Linked DNA regions of Dromaius novaehollandiae: region 2 is linked to region 1. A link is a contact called in public Hi-C data. All regions are on one chromosome and are shown on one strand. Each heading gives the region's core, a stretch centred on a gene start, on an enhancer-like site or on the middle of the called end of the contact. The rest is flanking DNA. Distances are from core to core; before and after follow the strand shown.

Region 1 (3,544 bases), core at 773-3,272:
CCTGAGGACTTGTGGCTAAACTCCAATGTGCATCTTTCAAAGGGAAATCCTCTACGTTTTGTGCAAGTCCACAAGACCACTTGCAAGTTCATTTCAGCTTTTTGAACTGCAAGAACATAAAACATTTTATGTTGGATACAGAGAAACTTATGACTGATAACTCAAAAATAGCTGCTACTCATGGGCTAAGAACTTGACTGCTTTATATACGTATTAAGAGGTGAGTTTCAAGGCACAGTTGTAAACAAATCTGCTTCAAGTCCCCAGTTTAAGACGTCACGCTACTGCTGGGTACAAGGGTCAGCGGACAGCCAGAAAAGAGCAGGGGCTTGTGTTCGTGAAGCCTCGCGTCCAGCAGCTCTGCTGCAGAGCGCCGAGGGAGAGGACCGAGGCGGACAGAGAGGAACCCACTCCGGGACCCGCTGCCCAAAACACAGCGACAGCAAGATTACATCGCTTTTCCTTCGCTTTTATCCTCTAGTCACTGCTACAGCACGAGTACAGCCTAGAGGATTTATGCAGGACCCAAATCTTTTTCTTCATTCGAGTCTCTGTTTTTGCAAGTAAAGACGACAAGAATTTCCCCCACACTGATTTTCCAGGACCTGTCTTGCTCCCTACTTCACCAGGCTGCTGATATAACTTCGGCAGCCTGCTTGAATCACCCTTTATTTCATGTTTTACGGGACCAAACAGCTTAACCGTATTCACAAAACAGCAGTCATCTGTGACAGAGTATTAACAAGCAGCAAAAGTCCTGTCCCTTCACTCACCCAAGTGTGGCGTAACGTGTGTATTGCCAAGTGCCCTCCTGCAGCCGCTTCCTTCACCTCCGACAGGATTATGTTACTAACAGAGTTATATTAGAGTGTATTTATTTAATATTTTCCTTGTACAACGCTGTTATATGTGTTGCCAAATAACAGTGCATTGGATGAGAGAAGTTTATATATAAACAGCATTAAACAAAATAATCTGTATGAGGACACGAACCCATCCCAGCTCGTTTGCTTTCAACGCAAGATTTACCGAAACAGGATGACCAGATGCTCGAAGACGCTGAGGTGCTCTTAGGGGAAAACTGAAACAACAGAAGATGAGTAATGTGTTTCTGCATTTTAACGTCTAATTTACAGGGGAAAAAAGAGAAATTATATACTGTAAGCAAAACAGAAGAGGATTTTTTTTTTTTTTTACTGTAAAGACATGCAAGGTTTTTTAATTAAAAAGTTATTCCTGATAGCTGCATTTGTTGTATTTGTACATCTGGCCGTGAATTGCAGCACTGAATTAGCATTGCATTACTGCATCTACAGGGGAAGGAAAGAGGAAAAAAAAAAAAAAAAAAAAAAAAGCCATACAGAAAAACACTATCTGGGTCAACCTGCAATGCCTTTGCTCGCACTTAGGAGCAACGGCCTCACCGAATTCACGGGTGGGCTCCGCGCAGAGAAAGCCGCACGCGGCCTTGGGCCCGCGGGGACAGAGCGGCGCAGACGATGCGCACCGTGCGGTGCAGATGGGGCACGGGCGAGCGCGGCCCCGCACACCCACCCGGCAACAGAAAGGGCGCGTAAAGTCAGGGGATCCACACCAAAACGCAAGTTTCTGTCAACAGACATTTAAGCAGCATTTGCAATAAACACAGCTGAGTCGAATCTTGGAGAAAACACCTTGTGTAGAGAAACAGCAACTCCTAACAGTGTCAGTAAGCCCGACAGCACTACCTAACACCCGAGCACCTACCAAACACGTCATTTCTGCTTCCCTACAGAGTTTTCCAGAAAGAGATGCAGCAGTGTCCGCTTTAGGGTCCCAGCTGGCATGGGTGTTCCCCCTCTGCCTCTCCGCCTACCTCTCCTACGCCCACCCTGGCATTTTGACACACATTTTCCCAAAACAGGCTGCGCTTCTGGTGCCTTCTTCTTTCCCTAACAATTTTATGACCGCCTGAAGCTACAACGCTGCGAAGCTTTCCATTCCAGAGCTGCGGCTCGAAGAGGTGCCCAGGCGCCACCAGGAGCGACGCGAGGCAGCGGCGAGGCGCGGGGGCCACCTAGCCCTGCGCCGGGGAAGCGCGCCGCCCGCCTCCCCGCCAGAGCGGCCTTCTGCCCTCGCACCCGCGGCGGGAGCCGAACCGCCCCAAACGGACACCTCCCTTCAAAACGCCAACCCCAGCTGCACTGGAAGTTGCTTGAAATTTTTTAAGCTTAACCCCTGAAAAAGAGAAGGGGGAGGAGGGAGTAAGAAAAGCCAAGCGTGGCTCAAAAAACACCCACAAAACAGCCAGTTCTTCCCTGTGTACCTATAATAATTTTTGGAAACAACCGTCTGCAAACCTGAGCTCCCTGCCAGGTGCAACAGTCCCAGGTACCTCGCCCCGCACCTCGGATGCGGCCTGCCAGCTGTGCGCTCTGCCGGGCCAAAGAAATCCAGAAAATCTACATTAATCAGCCTCTTCTTGCATTTCCCTATTAATAATTACTAACCTCTCAAAAGATTTGATTAGCATATATTGAAATTTACAGTACTCTGATTAAGGCTTAAAAAAAAAAAAAAAAAAAAAACCGAGAAAACCGGCAGTCACAGCGTTGATGGCGACACCAAGCAGCCTCGTGGGGAGGCTGCTGCAGCCGGCTGGTGGCATAAGCGACCCTGAAGGATTTTTCCCCGCGCGCTCTCCAGAGCGGCCTCCCCGCCGTGGTGCGACGTGCTGCTCTCCCCCCTGCAGCAGTCCCCAAAACACACGCTTTACAAAATCTCGTTCCGATCGCCACCTCAGACTTGCGCAAAATGACACTCTCGAGTAAATCATCACGCTAATCTCTGATTTACCTCAAAACTGAGGGTAGACACCTCCCCGTCTTGATAAAGTTGGCTAAACACACCTTTGGGGGCTACTAGTCAGTCTTTCCCTGCCGCTGACCTGCTGGAATTGGTTTCCCCGCAACGAGCGGCCGACGGGCAAATTCGTTTACTAGCAGCGCTTCGTTTCCCTTTCCAGCACCCACGCACCAGGTCCGTGTGTCCTGCTTGGTTTCTCCTCTGCCAAGAAGAGAGAAGCCTTCAAGGGGACTGATCACATTCGTGACCATCTTCCTTGGTATCTTTCAAACTCCACACCGCCCCTCATTCTTCGAAGTCTAGGAGGCTATTCACGCAACTTTTAGAAGAAAAAAAAAGAGAAGTTTGGGTTTTGGGTTTTTTTTCTTTTTCTTTGTTTTGAAGGAGCGCCAAAGTTGCAAAAAAGGAAACCTCACGTTGCCTTTGGGATCATTATCCCAGGGGACATTTTGCAGTCGGGGCACTGCAGGCAGGTCAGGTTCGACGTGCTGAGGTGAGAGCGAGGGAAATTATCAGAGCAGGTGTTTCGGCTGTTAAACAGCCGTGATCCAGGTTTTCAGAACAGCCTCATTATTGGCACATGAAACAAAAAACATTTCTTTAAAGTTACCTGACAGTTTGTTCTGAGCTTGGATCTTTTGTACCTCACTGAAATCCTACTCATTTTCACCCCATTTTAAGCTGATTCCACACAGACTAA
Region 2 (3,544 bases), core at 395-2,894, 120 kb before region 1:
CATTCCTTCCACTCGCTGCTGTTTCCCTAGCTCTGCATCTTCTGATTACCAGGGGGGCATTCACAGGTTTCCTGGAGAATCCAGCACTCTATTGCACACAGATCCTGATCGTTCAGCCACTTTTAATCTTTCAATCAATTTGATTTAGTTACTTTTACTTAAACATGCTAAGCTGCTTTATTATTTTAATATTAAAAGGATTTGAGAGATTTTTAAGTTTAGTGCGCATTGCTGGCATTTTTTCTTAGACTGTTCATTTTATACAAAGAAAAAGCTTTTCTAACTGTTTATTAAAAATCTCAAAGAGCCTGATCCGACGAAGTATTGCCTCTGCCAGTTCTCAGCATCCTCCCGAGTTTCGCAGAGGTGCTCGGTGCCGTGCAGGATGGGACACGGACAAGGCAGCAGCAAGCCGCCTATCTAACATAAAGCTCAACTAGCAGAGATGCCTTGCCTGCAGCTGACTAAGCAGAGTTGCTCTGAGCCCCAACCGAGGACGTGCGAGTCCCTTAACATCACAGCCAAGCAGCGAGTCCAGGCAGCCTTCTCTCGCAATCTTCCCTTACAAGAGAGGACGCAAAAAGAAATTGCAACGATTCGCCGTCGAGCGCTGGGTGTCGTTCAGAGACCGAAGCATTTGACTTACATCCCGATTAAGAGCTGTCCCTTCGCACCAGGCGGGTCTAGCTCGTACACTCATCCCTGCTCCTTCACCCAGGAACAGGCGAGCCACCGTCCTGAACATCGCCCTGTCCAGGCGGTCCCGGGATACAGTAATTACAGTCACAAATGCCAGCCCGGTCGCCAGATCGTGTTTCTTGCCGGTATTTCAGCTTTGAACAGGCACTTAAGCCCGTGCCTCAACCACCCTCCTACTTGCGAGACCTCTTTTCTGCCCCGCTGGCTCCCAGCTCTTCCCCGGCAGAGCCGTGCCAGGGCGGTCCGCGCACAGGGGGCTCCACGCCGTGAGCCGGGGGGAACCCGACCTCGGCACCGCCGGCAGCTACCCGCCCCCCTCTCCCCCCGGTCGGACCGCGCTGAGACTTACCCCTCCTTCCAGCGGGCTCGCGATCCAGCCCAGCTCGCCCTGCACCGAGCGGGAGTCCAGCAAGGTAACTGCGGAGAGGCAGAGACAGGAGCGCTGAGCGCCGCTCACCTGCCCGCGCCCGCCCGGCACCGCCGCCCGCCCCGGGGCTCCGCGGGCACCCCGCACTCGGCGCCCGGGGGAGACAGCGCAGGAGCGCTCTTACTTTCAAACATACGTGTGTGTATGTGTGTGCGTGCTCACGGGGACAGATACGGGGTGTCCCGCGAGCGCTGCCATTCTCCAGCGAACCCCCCGCGGCACCTGCGCCGCGCCCGCCCCCCCCGCGGCACCGGCCGGGCCGAGCGGATCCCCGCGCCGAGGCGCCCGGCAGCCGCCGCGGAGGCGCCAAACTTCGGCGCCGGCGCCCCGCGCGGCCGCTCACCTTCGTTGGCGGGATACACCCGGGAGCCGGTGACGGCCCCGCAGACCCCGAAGAGGAGCGGGACGAGGGCGCAGTACGAGACCCCGGCCATGCCGCCGCTGCCGCTCCGGCCGCCTCTATCCCAGTGGAATAACTGCCTACATGGGGAGTGCGGCGGGACGTAGACATTGCCAAGGGGGCGGGGCGCCGCCTGCCCGTCAGCGCCGCCCGCCAATCAGCGCCGCCGGCGCCGCCCCCAAGCCCCGCCCCGGGCCGCCGGGCTGGGACGCCGCGGGAAGGCGGGGAGCGCGGCCGCGGCTCTGCCCCGCGCCCGGCACCGCCAGCGCCGAGCACTGGGCGGGGCGGGGAGGGGCGGGGCCACGGGACGCTCCGCCGGAGCGTCCCGTGGCCCCGCCCCTCCCCGCCCCGCCCCTCCCGCTTTGCCCCGCGCGCCGCGACCGTTAAACAACAGCGTCACCTGGCGGCGGCTCCCCGTTCCACCCCCCCCCCACTCTCCCCCCCCGTTTTATTTCCTTCATTTTTCATCGCCGCCCGGAGGCAGCGCCACTCGGGAAAGTGTCGCCGCCGGTGCGACGTGTGGGCTCCGCGGGTGGAGAGGCTGGCGGCGGAGACCGAAGCGCTGTTCCCCCCCCCCCCCCGCGATTTTATTTCCCCTCCCGCCCTTTTCCTTGCAATTAAAGACAGAAAAATGTTAAAGCCGAGGTTGGCCCAAACTGGAAGTTTTCAAGGTGGGGAACGGGGAGGATGAGGCCCGCTGCGTGCCACAAACACAAATCGTTAATATTTTTATGCACAAGGACCGCAGCATGGTGGCAGGGGCTTAAGAAAAAGCAACAGAATAGGACTAATAATTTTTCCCCCCTCCAAAACATGTGCAGCAAATATTAAAACAACCCCCTTCCCATCACAGCTGCCTCAAACCAGCACATCCCTCTCAGTTACAGGCAGCGAGTTAAGGAAAAAAGCCCCGCAGCAGACGAATAATCTGCGAAGCCAAGAGTCCGTAAATACTCGCTGGAAGGACAGACATAACAGCTCCTTTGAAGATGTTACGGTCTATAGGACAAAATTCACATTTTTATACATTCTCTGTGAACATTTTAAGTTACAGTAGTGGCTAAGGAGACCCATAAAGGCACACACACTCTCGTGTACACCAGATATATATATACACACACACACCCCAAATACTTACATGTATATGCATGATTCAAAGCAGCTCTGTATCAAATAAAAACAGTATTCGTTGATGTCTTTAAAACAATGCAATGCATATTAATTTTAACAAGATAAAGCTAGCTGCACCCCTGCTTTGCTTTGTATGCCTAGACCATAAGACTTTAAAAATACCTCTAAATGCATATTTACAATAAAGCCATAGTTTTGAAAAGTCCGTAAGTCCTTGGTTTATTAGGCAGTGTCAGTGTGGTAAACAATGTTCTTTAAACAGTATATATTTATAAAACTGTCTGGAGGCCTGTTTTTCAGTGGCTGCCTTTTAAAACAAAACAGAAGAAAAGCTTTAGCATAACTTAATTCCAACAAGACAGTTTGCAAAATGCAGCTATTTCTTGACCATATAAAACTGTAATTACTCACTGATTGTGAGATCAATTTTTTTCACTATGAGTATCAATAATAATGACAACAGCAAGCATACTGCTTTGCTTTTTTCTGAAAAGCTTTACAAACACTAATTAATTAAGAGCCTTCTGCTCTCAGGTACTAAAAGTATCCTTTTTTTTTCCTTTGAAGTATTTGGTGGAGCTGGCTTCGTTTCTTTAAGATTAGCAAAGTAGCAATTAAAAACCCTTCACATTTGGCTGAAGGGGAGGTATCTCTGCCTTTCGCTCGTTTTCTGTGTGTAGGGGTTGCAGGCTGGGGACAAAATCCTGCTGGAGTGAGGAAGAGTTTGGGGCATGTGGGGAGAAGAGCTGGCTCTGTTGGGGGCCCCTGGGGTCACAGACCGTGGCAGCTATCAGTGCTTCTGCAGCTCCGATTTTCAATGGGAGTACCGCGGGCAATGTGCACAGCACAGCACTACAGCCGAGCAGGATTCAGCCTGAAACAGCCAA

Evidence for each region. A called contact is a pair of places that touch in the nucleus more often than the background predicts.
Region 2: a Hi-C map of brain shows a contact between it and region 1, with 2.7 times the contacts expected there. The contact joins the promoter of EPHA4 here to the enhancer-like site in region 1. A contact is called at or near these places in 2 of 4 Hi-C or Micro-C datasets (brain and liver).

What each region holds. Positions count from the first base shown.
Region 1 is chr9:22,348,194-22,351,737 of bDroNov1.hap1, reverse strand. No RefSeq gene overlaps it. Among named protein-coding and RNA genes, the nearest start is that of EPHA4, 120 kb to the left of the region's middle. Within about 2 kb of position 2,022, at least 1 of the 2 cell types and tissues checked has open chromatin away from gene starts, as enhancers often do.
Region 2 is chr9:22,465,681-22,469,224 of bDroNov1.hap1, reverse strand. It overlaps EPHA4 (EPH receptor A4), which reads right to left and starts at 1,644. Exons shown (of 19, transcript XM_064516930.1): 1 at 1,470-1,644; 2 at 1,049-1,116. The coding sequence starts at 1,560.